2 separate regions of the Mus musculus genome follow, and region 2 is linked to region 1. The links are chromatin contacts, called in public HiChIP or PLAC-seq maps. All regions are on one chromosome and are shown on one strand. Each heading gives the region's core, a stretch centred on a gene start, on an enhancer-like site or on the middle of the called end of the contact. The rest is flanking DNA. Distances are from core to core; before and after follow the strand shown.

The links. HiChIP or PLAC-seq counts read pairs in DNA pulled down with a chosen protein or histone mark.
Region 2: an H3K4me3 HiChIP or PLAC-seq map of the SCID.adh cell line shows a contact between it and region 1, with 24 read pairs. The contact joins the promoter of Slc43a2 here to the promoter of Smyd4 in region 1. A contact is called at or near these places in 18 of 39 promoter capture datasets (the 3T3-L1 cell line, 3T3-L1-derived adipocytes, the C10 cell line and 14 more), 3 of 484 Hi-C or Micro-C datasets (embryonic stem cells and uterus), 4 of 115 datasets of contacts at active chromatin or transcription factors (the SCID.adh cell line, embryonic stem cells, memory CD8 T cells and 1 more) and 3 of 9 other capture datasets (adipose tissue, liver and pancreatic islet).

Annotation. Positions count from the first base shown.
Region 1 is chr11:75,345,673-75,352,533 of GRCm38.p6, reverse strand. It overlaps Smyd4 (SET and MYND domain containing 4), which reads right to left and starts at 4,101. Exons shown (of 11, transcript NM_001102611.1): 1 at 3,783-4,101; 2 at 2,720-2,865. The coding sequence starts at 2,853. Rpa1 (replication protein A1) reads left to right here and starts at 4,151. Exons shown (of 17, transcript NM_026653.2): 1 at 4,151-4,308. The coding sequence starts at 4,276.
Region 2 is chr11:75,529,359-75,536,219 of GRCm38.p6, reverse strand. Slc43a2 (solute carrier family 43, member 2) reads right to left here and starts at 4,108. Exons shown (of 14, transcript NM_001199283.1): 1 at 3,806-4,108; 2 at 3,432-3,632. The coding sequence starts at 3,591.

The sequences.
Region 1 (6,861 bases), core at 2,852-5,351:
AATTCCAAACATAGTTAGACATTACCATTGGGGCACGTGCAACTCAAACACGGAGTGTGACTCCTTTCCCCATCTGCGGTTCCCAGATTTGGCAATGTCACCCTCCTCCCTTCTCCCTAGGGTCAGTTTTACCTCTCACACTCCACAACACAACACCTCTCATCTCAAGAATTGCCATTAGGGCTGGTGAGATGGCTCAGAGGTTAAGAGCACCGACTGCTCTTCTGAAGGTTCTGAGTTCAAATCCCAGCAACCACATGGTGGCTCACAACCATCTGTAATGGGATCTGATTACCTCTTCTGGTGTGTCTGAAGACAGCTACAGTGTACTCACATATATTAAATAAATAAATCTAAAAAAAAAAAAAAAAAGAATTGCCATTAAATGTACCTCAGAGTCCAAATGCTTCTTCCTCCCCTGACTACACTCACGCTGGCCTGAGTCCATTTTCTTATTGAGGTTACTGCTTCTCTGCTTCTACCCTGGCTCCTTCTGCTGCCTATCCTTGACACAGCAGACAAGCAGTTCTTTAAAGCAGGGCTCAGGACCAGTGAGACTGATCGGCTCTGGTGGCACTTCCTGCCATGACTGATGATCTAAGGTTAAGCCTAGAACCCACGAGGTAGAAGCAAAGGACCTACTCTCCAAAGCCGTCCTCTGACCACCATGTGTAAACTGCACATGTACATGCATGCACATGGTACACACACATACACAGAAGTAAAAAGAGATTTAAATTGAAAATCATTAAAAAGAAAAATCAGGGCTCAGCAAACTTTCCGTGTAGAAAACTAGAGTACTTAGGCTTTGAAAGCCAAGAAGTGGATATTAATTATAGTTATTCATTATAGCAGAGATTTCTAAAACCTTTTGACAAAACTAAAAAATATAACAGAGTGTATTTTTTTTGTAATGTAAGTTTACTAATGGCAGCAGTGGGATTAGTTTCTTTTTTAGATTATTGTTATTATTTTTATTAATTATTAGTGTTTTTGTGTTTATTCATATTCCACAGCATGTGTGTGGAATTGGATTTCTGCTTCCACCTTTGTGTGGGTCCTAGAGATTGAACTCAAGTCATCAAGCTTGCACAGTAGGTGGTCAGGCTTACACAGTAGGTGGTCAGGCTTGTATCTTTGGAAGGCAAGCATTTTACTTCCTGTGCCAGCTCACTGGCCTTCTTTGTTTAAAAAAAGAAAAAAAAAGTCCTTTTTTGTTTAATTAGGGTTCATGGCCAGTGCTCTTTATCTTAAAATCAACTGCAAACTTTTATCTGGTAAAAAGCCATCCTTAGCTGTGGTCCTAGGAGAAAAACATACAGTTGGATGGCTTTATCCTGCAGGCTTAGTTTGATCATCTCTCTTTGAAGATATAATCAGCTCACATCACACTCAAGCCTCTGCCAACGAGTTTTCTACTTCTGTTCAACAAACTACCCAAGCTGAGCAGCTCCAAACAACAGCCAGTTATGATCCTCACAGTCCGGTGGGTCAGAAGCCTAAGCGGGCGTGGCTACCTCGCTGCTATTGCCTGACCCTGCTCGGTGCATCCACATTCACATCCTTTCCTGGTGAGTGTGGTTCTTTGACTGGTTTTGTTCCAATTTTTAGTATATGTGCTGCTGAAACAATCTTTTTGCCTCTGCCTCCAGACTGCAGGGATTAATGTTCTTGACTGCCACAGAGCACTAATATTTACTGAACATGTGATCATGTGGTGCTCAGCACTCTTGCACCCAAGGCTCGGGGAACATGGAGGAAGAGGGGGTGGAAAGATTCCAAGAACCAGAGGAAGAAGAAAGTCAGAGGTGAGACTGCATCTCCTAGAAATGTCAGGGACATTTCTAGACCTCTGAAGTCTCAAGAACAAGGCCTGAAAGTCTTATTTATATAGGTTAACCTGAAAGGGGAAAAAATTCTTACAGGGGTCCAACGTTAGACAAAGAACTCTAAGCAACTAAGGAATGTTGGGGGGGGGGTAGTCTTCCCCAGGGAACACTCCTCTACCCTTCAAGCCCCACCCAAGCTGGTTATCCAAAACAAACTGGTCAGTCCTGAAGCCATATACGCACAAGTAACATCATATGGATGGGCAGATTGCATTTAGGAATACACACATACACACACACAACTTAAAAAGAGAGGCCATGAATTTAAGAGAGAGCAAAGCAAAGTGGGAAGGGGTACATGGGAAGGTTGGAGGCAGGAAGTAGGGAAATGATGTAATTATATTTTAATTTCAGATAATTAAAAATTAAAAAATAAGATTTGCTGAGTAAATGAGACTTCTACCTATGTATACATTTACTAGGTTGTGATATAAAATGTCTATCTCACCAGTGAATGCAGTCCATAGAATTTGAAAATTTCTGGGTCTCAACTAAACAATTGCTAGGGTTCTTTCTCACTATTAGTACTGAATGAGCTTCTATGGGCAGCTACACAACCTGCACCATATCCTTTGAGTGACAGCACTGGGACGACAGCAAGATACTAAATTACTTAAGTATAACACATACCAAAAGAGGAAAGCAGTTATGCCTACCCATTCTATAATCACAGACTAGGGAGAAACGTGAAAACCAACAGTAACTGCTAAATGCCCCATACTATAAAAAATATAAAGCTACTCTCTCCTATAAAAAAGAGATATTCAGACCAAATGACAAGGCAGAACATTTTCCAGACCAAAATTTCCCTGAAGTTTCCATTCACTTACTGAAGAAGGGAAGAAGAAGGAAGGAAGATGTCGCTCAAAGTCTCTGCTGTAGAAATTGTGTCCTGCACAGACTTCGGGAGTGAAGCCCACTTCTTAAGTAGGTAGGACTTCCATTCATCCACCGGTAGATCCATGCTGCCGCAGCTCTGTAAAGTCAGAACATGAAGATTCAGCTTTCTATTAATGCATAGTTCTAGAAAATCGAGATTTCATCCTACCAAGTGACACGCAACCAAAATCATTTCTTCTGGGGTTTTCTATAGCTGTTGATATGCTGAAGGAGAGTTAATCTGTGGTGTGGTACCAATTCACCCAGACATATTCTTTGGAACTGTTTGAGAAACTATAGTAGGTTGTGGTTGTACAAACAGAGATCAAAATACCAGTAGATGGCTACTATTCCAGTCTTTCTAGACCTGTTTACCTTAGTTGCCCAAAGTTTTCCAGACTTCTTACTCCAGCAACTATGAAGTTAAATATTTTCATTTCTTAGACGGCTCAGTTTTCTGTTTTGATCTCCAGGTCTTTCTTTCAGTTCATATAGCCTCTCTCCCTTTTTATTTTTATTACTTTTTTTTTTTGAGACCGGATCTTATGTTAGCCTGGCTGGCTTCGAACTCAGAGATCTGCCTGCTTTTACCTCGAATGCCACCACGCCTGGGTCCCAAATTTTGATTTTTCAGGGTCTCATTTAGTTCAGGTTGACCTCGAACTCAACGGTGTTAAGGGTGACCTTGAACTTTTGCTGCTTCTACATCCCAAAGGCTGGGATTACAAACAGATCAGAGCCAGCCAGCACGCCAGGCTCTCCAATACTTTTGCATAGGCCATTTGGGCTTTTAGGAACATCACTATCCTCACTGGAATCCACCTGACAAATTTCTACACACACTTTAACTCAGTTCAAACCGCATCGCCTCTCGAAAGCCTGATTGATTTTTGACCCCCACTCTGGAGCTCCACATGTGTGGCCCATATCGCGTCTACCATCCTTGAGGCTGGGTTCCTTGCGGCCACAACTCTCAGGTGGAACTCAAGAGGGCGGAGACTGAGTCTGATTTACCTTGTTTATCCCACAGTGCCAAGCTCTGGGCCTGGCACCGGCGCCGGGCACGCACTGCGTGAAGAAGTACCCAGGTCACTGCTTTGACTATATTTAGCAGCAGTTACCAGGGGAGAGCTCCGACTGTTCCCTGGGTTGCCATTCTGTCTGTCCGCCAAAGGACTGGGCGGGCAAAGTTCCGACAGCTGGCGGGGGAACAACTCAGTAGCACCGCGCTGACACAGGCGCACTGCGACCCAGCGCCCCGCCCTCACGTCCCGCCATCCCGCCACTAGGCCTCGAACCCGGCCTCGGAAGAGTCACGTGCTCTGCCTGCCGCGCGGTAGCCAATGCGGTGGCTATCGGCGTCTAGGCCCGCCCCTCGCACCGCGCTCACGCTGGGGGCGGATCGGCACGCACAGTTGCTCTAGCCAATCGTTGAGCAGCCCGCGGGACCCCGGCAGAGAAGCTCAGGCGGTGCAAGAGCGCGAGCGCGGGAGTTAGCGGTGCAGCCATGGTGGGACACCTGAGCGAGGGGGCCATCGAGGTAAGGAGACGACCCTGAGCGGGCTCGATGGCCCTAGCAGCGCGGCCTTGGAGCGGTGCAAAGAGGACCCGGGGAGGGAGCCGCTGTCGATCGGGAGAGCGTCAGGGAGGAAATTATACGGCCGCGGGGGAGCATCCCGGGGTCTCTAAGACCATCAGAGGATGCTGGAGGCAACCCGGTACTGGCAGAAGAACTCACGAGTTTTTTTAGTTTGTTTACATCTAAGAAAACAAGACAAATAAACATGCCGCTGTCTATCTTCGGCGGCCTCTGTTTCCTCCCTTTCTCCATCACCCCAAACTTTTTGGACTTGTTTTCGGCTGTTTTACTTCTTTTACATCCTCCTAACTCATTATTGCTACTAGACATCTCTCTGGTCACGAGAGAGAAAACGCTGACCGAAGTCACCAGTGGCTTCCCAGTAGCCAAATCAGAAGACATTTTAAAATTTTTCAGCCGACCTAATTGTTTGAGCTTGTTGGCTTCTTTCTGCTAACACTCCTCTCTTGCTAGTGTTCTGTGTTTCATGTTGACAACTTTTTCCTTATTTTACCGGCAAACCCCATAGATTTTTTTGTCGAGCCAAGGCCCTCTGCAGACTAGTTTATAGCCCTTCACCTGCATGTTATTAATTCTTTCCTGCTGAGCTTCCTTCGATCTGCCCTCTATCTTCAAAGTCATTTTCAATTGAACATATATCAGAGCAAATCCTTTATGTCCCTCTAAGTCTGAATTTTAAAAAAGAGTGTGTGTGCGCGTGCGCCAGTGTGTAGTATGTACACATATGTATGACATCTTGGGGATGGCGAATGTGCGTCGGATGCCAGAGGACAACTCTGGGACGTTGTTTCTCTTCCCACTCCGCTGTGGATTCTGTGGATTGAGCTCAGGTAGCTGGGCTTACACAGCAGGCACCTCTACCACAGAGCATCCTTTTGCCCGACTCTGGACACCTAGTCCATCACCAGTTGAAGTATATTTTAACTCCACACTTAACTTTTCCATCCCCACTGGAATAGTCTTTTTTTTTTTTAAAGATTTATTTATTGATTATATGTAAGTACACTGTAGCTGTCTTCATACACTCCAGAAGAGGGAGTCAGATCTTGTTACGGATGGTTGTGAGCCACCATGTGGTTGCTGGGATTTGAACTCCTGACCTTCGGAAGAGCAGTCGGGTGCTCTTACCCACTGAGCCATCTCACCAGCCCTGGAATAGTCTTTTGTTGGCTGAACTAGTCAATTTCAGTCAGCACACTCTTCTCACAGTCTCCTTGCCAGGCCTTGTTTGTTTTTTTCTTTTTAAATATATTTTTGCTCTAGAGGCCATTGATAGTTCCAGTTTCTTTTGCTACCACAGTGTTCCTGTTCAGCTCAGTTGTTACTGAGTTGGTTGGCAAAGTAACTAGCCCAAATCCATGCATTTGGAGACTCCAACTCCTTTTTGTTCACTTATGTATGGCTTTGGGCAACATTCCAAACTCTTTCCCTTGTTTGTAAAAATGAGGCTGAAGCCGAGCAAGGGGCTAGTTGGAGGACTGAGTTTCTAGATTTAGTGTTTAGCTTCTGCTAGTACAGCTAGCAATCATCACAGGTGTACATGTTTATTTGGTAAATATTAGCTACTTTGTATTTCATTCAGGAGATTGTAGAGACTGTAGCCTGCAGCTACTTTCAGTCCCCCTTTAGGGTGATATCCCAGTATCTGGCAAGTTTTAGTCCCTAGATAATGTTTGCTAGTTGTGTGAATGACTAAAATCATGAAAAGCCTGGGACAGACATCTAAGCAGCTTAGAAGAAAAGAAGAGGGGAAACAGTTGTCAGAATGGAGGTATTTGAATACGTTAGGGCTGTAGAAATGTTGAACTGGAATGTGAAGCTTGGATTGTTCTGAATTTTAAGAGGCTGCCACCTTGGACCCTTAAGGCAATTGCAAATAATTCTTTACTTTTATAACGAACGTTTATAAGGTTGTTTGAATAATTTGCTGAGTTTTCTTTAAATAAAAATATTTTAGAAAGCTATTTCCAATATTGAAGTATTACTTAGACTTCATTCATAGATAAATTTGCAGTTTTTTTTCTTTCTTTACATGTTTTGTTCATAAATAAAATAGTGTTTTGTTTTAAAGACTATCCCTACTATCCTAGAACTTGCTATGTAGACCAGGCCGGCCTTGAACTCAAGCCCACGTACTGGGGCTAAAGATGTTCCACCATGCCAGGATCCGTAGTGTTGTGTTTTGTTTTGTTTGTGTTGATGGTGATGGAGTGTAGAGACCATTGGTTGCCTGATGATTAGCGAACAAAAGTGTCAGCACAAAAGCTTCAGGCCCCAGTGGTTAAGCAAACAGTGGAAAATGGAAGCACTAGGGCCCAAAGTTATAAAATGTAACTGTAGTGATAAGTAGAAGTACAAGGCTCTATTTACTCAGACCAGGCTGGCCTCCAACTCAGAGATCCACCTGCCTCTGCCTCCCAAGTGCTGGGATTAAAGGCATGCACCACCACCCAGCTTCTAGTATACATTAAAAGACTCATTTACTTATGTATT
Region 2 (6,861 bases), core at 2,859-5,358, 180 kb before region 1:
CAGGACAGCCAGGGCTACACAGAGAAACCCTGTTTTGGAAAACCAAAAAAAAAAAAAAAAAGTTTAGGGAGGTCTCCCACTTGGGCAACTTGGGCACAACCTGATCCCCATGGTTGGTCTTACTTCCCCTCCCAATTCCATGCCCCCCACACCACCAGGCTCAAAGAGGCAGAGGCAAGCCGATCGACACAGCAAATACCAGGCCAGCTAGAGTTGTATGATGAAACCCTGTCTCAAAAACAACAACCCCCAATCCACCAAAGAACAACAACAACAACAACAAACCAAGGGAAGAGGTCATGTCAGGTGAATTCTATGGTGGTCATAGAATATAGAAGCCAAGGGACTTAGCCTGGGAAAAAACCCCACTCTTCCCAGACTACACACTCAATTGCCACACCAGAAGGACAAGAGAGGTCTCTAGTTGCCATTACCAGGAGTGTATTATTACACAAAACTCATTAACTGCCCAGGCCCAGCTCCCGAGCCCCTGCCCTTGAGACAGAAAAAGCAAAGCTGCCGGGCCACAGAGGTAAGGGACTCCTTTCCTCTCTCCACACCACCAAACTGGAACCCACACCACAACGTGTCTGTAGCCCGATTCTGGCTAGAGTCCCAAACCTTTCAACAGGTTCAGGCAAATTTCCTTTGGGGAACGAATTCACACCATCAATCTTAAAGACAACAAAAAGCTGTGACATTCGACTCTCCATCAGCTGTATACAGGTCAGCTCTTTAAAGGCCTAAAGCGATCCACTTAGCCATGCACCAGGGCTGACGATGTTGGGCCACACTGCAAACCTTGACCTTAGCTTTACCAGACACTCCCAGTCAAGGAAGCGCAGAGGTTTCTGGCCCCAAAAGTCAACAGGTTCCCGGGACTCCACACAGCCAGGAGGCTGGAGAGATAAGCTGTGTAGAATCAGCAGGCCTCCCCAGCTAAGGATGCTAGGTCAGCGCGTTTGCCAGATAATCAGAAAAGCCCAAATCAGACACAGGAGCAAAGGCACGGCATAAGAAGTTGATGTTCAACCCATGATCCTGACCCTTTCCCCTTCACTCTGGTTTGTGGGAGTGACCTTCAAGTCTCTCAAGGGCTTAAATACCAACTCAGCGCTCGGCTGGCGAAATCCCTGGACTCCCCTCACCCAAAGGAAGGAAGAAGACAGCGTCTCCCCAGGAAAACAGTTTCCAGCCCCAGGGCGCCCATGCCGTCCGAGAGATTGTATAAAAGTGGACAATCTGATGTCACCAGTGCCATGAGTCAGAAAAAAAGAAAAAGAGAAAAAAAAAAAAAAGAAAAAAGAGAAGAGAAGAGAAGAGAAGAGAAGAGAAGAGAAGAGATAAAATCTGACCTCAGGATGAGGTAGTAAAAGCTTTGCCATAGGCTGATGTTTTTTTTTTTTTTCTTTCTGTTTTTTTAAATCCCCAGTGTATCCTGTAACAAAGGCACAAAAGAGAGCCAACACTCCCACCTGTTCCTTTCAGAGGGGCCTTTAATCTCCTGACATCCCAGAAGCAAAAGAGAAAGCTTGGTCAGGGAACAAGGTCTGACTCTCAGTCTCTCAAGATTTCTTGCTGATGTGGGGAAAGACCTGCCAAGAAACCTTAGGCTATTAGGAAACATTTTTGAGTGCTAAAGGCTAAAGGTTGGTTATAAATGATAGGCTTTCTGCCCTCTCCCAGGTGGCCTTTGGTCTCTCCCTTTCTCCCACCTTTCTCCTCTCCTGCTAAGCTCTGTACACTAAGGATCCTCTGGGCAGATCAGAGAAGGGAAGTGAAGACTAACTGACTCGGGTCCAGGCAGTGGGAGCAGGTCCAAGGCTTTCCCTTCCTGCTAAGAATGAGAGGCTGGGTGAGGCAGTATAGGCTTGTCAGCCCACCACTTAGGAGAATGAGATGGAATTATTACAAATTAAAGGCTAGCCTCAGCTACATAGCAAGATCCTTTGTGAAGAACAAAAGACCAAACAACCTTACAGACAAAAAAATTTTTAGAGCCGGGCAGTGGTGGCGCACACCTTTGATCCTAGAATTTAGGAGGCAGAGACAGGCAGATTTCTGAGTTCGAGGCCAGCCTGGTCTACAGAGTGAGTTCCAGGACAGCCAAGGCTACACAGAGAAACCTTGTCTCAGGGAAAAAAAAATTCTTGAGAGCCCAGCAATAATGGTGCACTTTGATCCCAGGACTCAAGAGGCAGAGGCAGGTAGATCCTTGAGTTTGAAGCAAGTTTGGTCTAGGGGTTGAGTTCCAGGACAGACAGGGCTACACAGAGAAACCCTATTTTGAAAATAAAATAAAATAAATAGCAAGCCCACTTCTTAGAGATGACACTCAGGGCGTGGAACCTCTTGCCACCAAGTCTGTCAACCTGAGTTTGACCTCATAAATTCACATAGTGGAAAAAGAGTGTCAACAACCAAAAGCAGTCCTCTGTCATCGACAGCAGTCCTCTGTCATCGACAGCAGTCCTCTGTCAGTCATCCAGTTCTGTGGCCCCCATAAATGAATAAAAAAATGTAAGAAAAAATTTAAAGTAAAAAAGTAAATGAATAGGACTCTAGAAATAAAAAAGACATGCCAGCAGTGACCTACAGAGTCAAGCCTGGGTACGGGGTGGGGCAGAGACAAGAGACAAAGGCAAGAAGCAGTTCTTACCAAGGATGCCTAAGAAGGGGAGAGGATGGCAGCTGACTCGGCCCCACTGATGACCCTACAGCAACCAGGGTATGAAGACAGGAGTGGCAGAAGGAAGGGTGGGGGTAGTGTGGGCCAGCCTCAGCCTGCCTGCAGTCTGTCCTGGAGAGTCTAAGCATCCTTCTACCACTGTCTCCCTTCCTCTTCCTCCCTACGATGTTTTGAAAGCCACTGAGATGTTCTCACAGTTCAGGAGAGGAAATGGCCTTTGGAGAATCATAAAGCAGCAAAAATAGACAAGAAATTCTATCTTGGCAAGCCTTTAAGGGGACTCCATAATGGCCTGACTTAAAAACATGTAGGTCTAGATGAACCTTCCTTCGGGTGGAGGCGAAGCCACTTCCTCTCTCCTGCTGCACCCCGGCCTATGAGAGTTCCTCTTTCTTACACATGTTTTTTTTTTTTTTTTTTTTTTTGCAAGGCAAGCAATGCTGCAGGCCCTGGAAGACCAGAAGGCCAGCAACGTTCCTGACTGCACGCAGGAGTCTATTAGTCTATTAGTCTACAGCTTGGGCAAATGGAAGACTTGTCCCAGCCTCAGTTTCTCCATCCACAAACAGGGACGATGATAATGATACGCACCCAGAGAGCTGGATGAGGATCAAATGGGCTTTTTGGCACTTAGAGGCGCTGTGCAGCAAGCAGGCATAGCTGGCTTACATCTTCACCACCAACCGCCCTCTCCCAAAGACCCACTCCAGAAACCTGCCCCCGACCGAGGCGCCCATCTCACCTGGCTTCGTACACAGGTAGGAGTAAAAGCCCTCGGACTTGAGCATGATGAGCAGCGAACCCCAGCCCAGGAGGACTGCGGAGAAAAGGAGGTTTTCCAACACAGCGGTGCAGGCCATCCACCAGCGGCGCCGATGGGCAGTGGCCAGGGTGGGCGCCATGGTGCGGTGTGGCGGTGGTCGGGCTCCGGTTCTGCAGACACCTGCGCGCAGACCTCAGCTTCAGCGGTGGCTCTACCCAACCCGTGTAGCCGCTGGCGCACAGCCTGTCAGTCCCTTGCAGCCCAGGCTATAGGTGCCCGCCGCAAAAGAAAAGAACCCTAGCCCTGTCAGGGACCTGGGCCACCCCGTACCCGCAGCTACCTGGTAACGCTACCTTAGGCCACAGTGGAGCCCCGCTGGCCAAGAGGAAAGGCTTCTCCCTTAGTTCACTCGGAGGTAAACTGAGGCATGGCAGCTGGAAAAGGGCTAATTATGCTCAAGGACGTGGAGCGGGTCCTGATCCCAAGCAAGACTGAACAGCCACTTTGGGGGCCGGAAAGGGAGGCAGCTCGTAGTAAGGTCACCTGAGCAGAGGCTCACCTGAGAGCTGCCACTCCCAGGGACCCTGACAGGCTCCCGCCCGCCCGCACTCGAGACCCTTCCTTAGTGCTTGTTCCTTCAACCACAAAATCAGCACAGGGAGCCCCGAAACGGCCCGCCCACGGCGCTTTCATTGGCGGGACCGCACAGGAACTGCCGCGCCATTGGTTAGTGTTTAGGTCGCTAGGCGCTACCGCCACGCGAACCCCGCATGGGAGAGGCGAAGCCGGTTCAAACCGGCGGCGCGAGCCAACCGCGCGACCCCCGTGTCGGGCTGTTACCCCGGCGATTAGCCCGTTTCCATAGAAGCGGATCCCGTCCCTCTGTCCTCCTGGCCTTTTTCGTTACGTCTCCCTCCCGGTGTCGTCCCTCTGACAAGTATGCACCTTCCCTCCAACCCCTGCCTGCGAGCGGCTTCAGGTTCTCGCACCCTCGTCTGAGACCCGGATCCTGGGAGTCCAGCTCACCCGGCTCCTACCAGTGTGTATCGGGCCCGCCCGGCGCCTTTTCTGTCCCCTTTATTTCCAGCCCTTTTATTCCTATCCTAAGATGAAAAACACTGCCGCCCGTTGATTGGCTGAGTGGGGCTGGAAACAGGCGTCGGCCAATCAGCAGCTACCCACCCGCCCCCCGGCGAGCAGAAGCCGGTTCCGGCCGGACTTGGAGACAAACAAGAGGAATGGGGGGGCTGGGGGGCGGCTCGGGCAGGCCCAGCTCTACCCAGTTAAACTGGAGTGCCCCTCGACCCGGTGACCGCCGCGGGCATCGCCCCACGCCCTTCTCGTTGCCCTCTTCCTTGTCAAGTTCATGGGTCAGCGTTTCAGGGAGTCTTGGTCCACAGCGAGCTGGGCTCCAAGCACCGTGCGGTTCGGCCCGCAGTATAGACCACCGTTCTCGCCCGGAGAGAACCAGGGCCGGATGCTCCAACTCCGCAGGCCATTACCGCCCTTTTGTGCTGTTTCCCGGCCTGCTCCTTGGGCTTTGTGTCCGGGCTCCTCGCTGCCTAGCCCCCGTTGTCCTATCCAGGCGCTGTCTACGGGTATCAGAACACCCCGACCCAGGTCGTGGCATAATTACCGCATCCCTGCTAGATCTCCCGACTCACCGGGTCCTTGCCTGGAATCAGGTGCCTCCTGCCTGGTCTTTAATCGGTGTCCCTTAAGGGTCTGTAGTCAGGATTTTGGACTAAGAGCCCCTGGTCCTCCAGTTGTCGCCATCCCCATCCCGCGCCCTCTTTTCTCGGTGCCTTCAGAGACCGGTCAGTGTTCAGGCCGGTCACCTTGGCATGCCCTGCCCTCCCACTTTCCCAAACGACTCTTTCATGTGGCTGGCACACTTTCTCGTCCACCCTTCTTCATGCTGTGAGCAATCCCGAGCACCTAGTTAGTCTAAGTCTGACTTTGGAGAGCGCGATAGATCACTAGGGGTCCAAAGAGCTCCGTCCTTTCTGTATCATCAGCGGAGCTGCGCTGCTCTGAGGACCTGCTTGGACGTGGAATGGAGCCTCAGCACGAAAGATTTGGCTGTCCGTCCGAGTCTCCCTGACGAGAGGCACTAACCTCCCCTCAGAAAACACTCGGTATCCCTCAGATTCTCCACACTTCAAGAGCCGGCTTGCTTTAGAGCTAAGGGTGTCCCCAGCAGCCTGACTCAGCTTCCCTCAGCTCGAGTGCGCCCCCTGGTGCCCAGAACCTTCGCCAGCCATTCTGCTAGTGCATGCTCTCCCAGACTTGGTCTAGGCTTGCTGGTGGGTTTGGGGGCCTGATGACCTACTGTGCAGAAATCTCATAAGCTCCAAATTGGACCTACTATCTGCCAATAGATTAAGCCCTTCAATCCTTTTCCTAAGCAATCTGCTTGAGGACCTTCTCCAGACATATATCTAAAATGTTCCCTCCCCCTCTTCAAATAAATAGTGCCCCCTTCTCCCTCAGATTGTGTGTGTCTGTGTGTGTGTCTGGGGAAGTGTTGAGACAGGATCTCACTATGTAGCTCTGGCCATCCTGGAACTGGCTATGTAATCCAGGCTGCCCTCTGCCGCCTCGTGCTAGGGGGCTCAAAGGCACCCTACTGAGCTACTAACATGTAATGATGTTAGACACTGTGAACTAAACATTTAACACAATAGTTAATGTTATCTACTGTGAGCCTTGCCCCTCCCCTGCCCCCACTGCACCAGGATAACCTGGTGTCCTGTTTATCTTATCTGCCCATTTCTGTCCCTGGGACACAACTACTCATCCATCAATCTCTGCATCACATATCTACCCCGCAGTGAATTGTGGGAAATGTAAACCTGACCTTGATAAACCTGACCTATTGCTAGATCCCGCAGAAACTCTTTACCTTGTTCTTCAAGATAAAGTTCAAGTTCCCCAACTGACTGGACCATGCTGCTTCCTCCTCCCCATTTCCCACTGGATGCTCCCCTCTGGGGAACTGCTGTGGCTCTGGCTTTGTGCTGCTCTCGCTAGTGACCCTCCCTTGGGCAGCACCTCCTCTGGGAAGCCTTCCCTGGCCACTCTCTATATTGCCTTTTGCTTTCTTTGTCTGCTGACCGTAATGCCTTATAATCTGTATCCCCATTTCCCGCTGGCTCTGAATTTCTTGGGGGCAGGCATGCCTCAGTCCTAGGTGCCCAATATGAGTCCTGGAAGGAAAACACATGAGCAAGTGAAAAGCACCAGGTTCAAGGACAGAAGATCGCAGGGTGCTGGATAGGATCAATAATAACTGCCTTTACTGATGGCTGAACTTGCACTGGGTGCTTTTACACTGCATGCTACTACTCCATCCCTACAACTGCCCTGGATACAGCCGTTATCCTTACATTCCAGATGAAAAACTGAG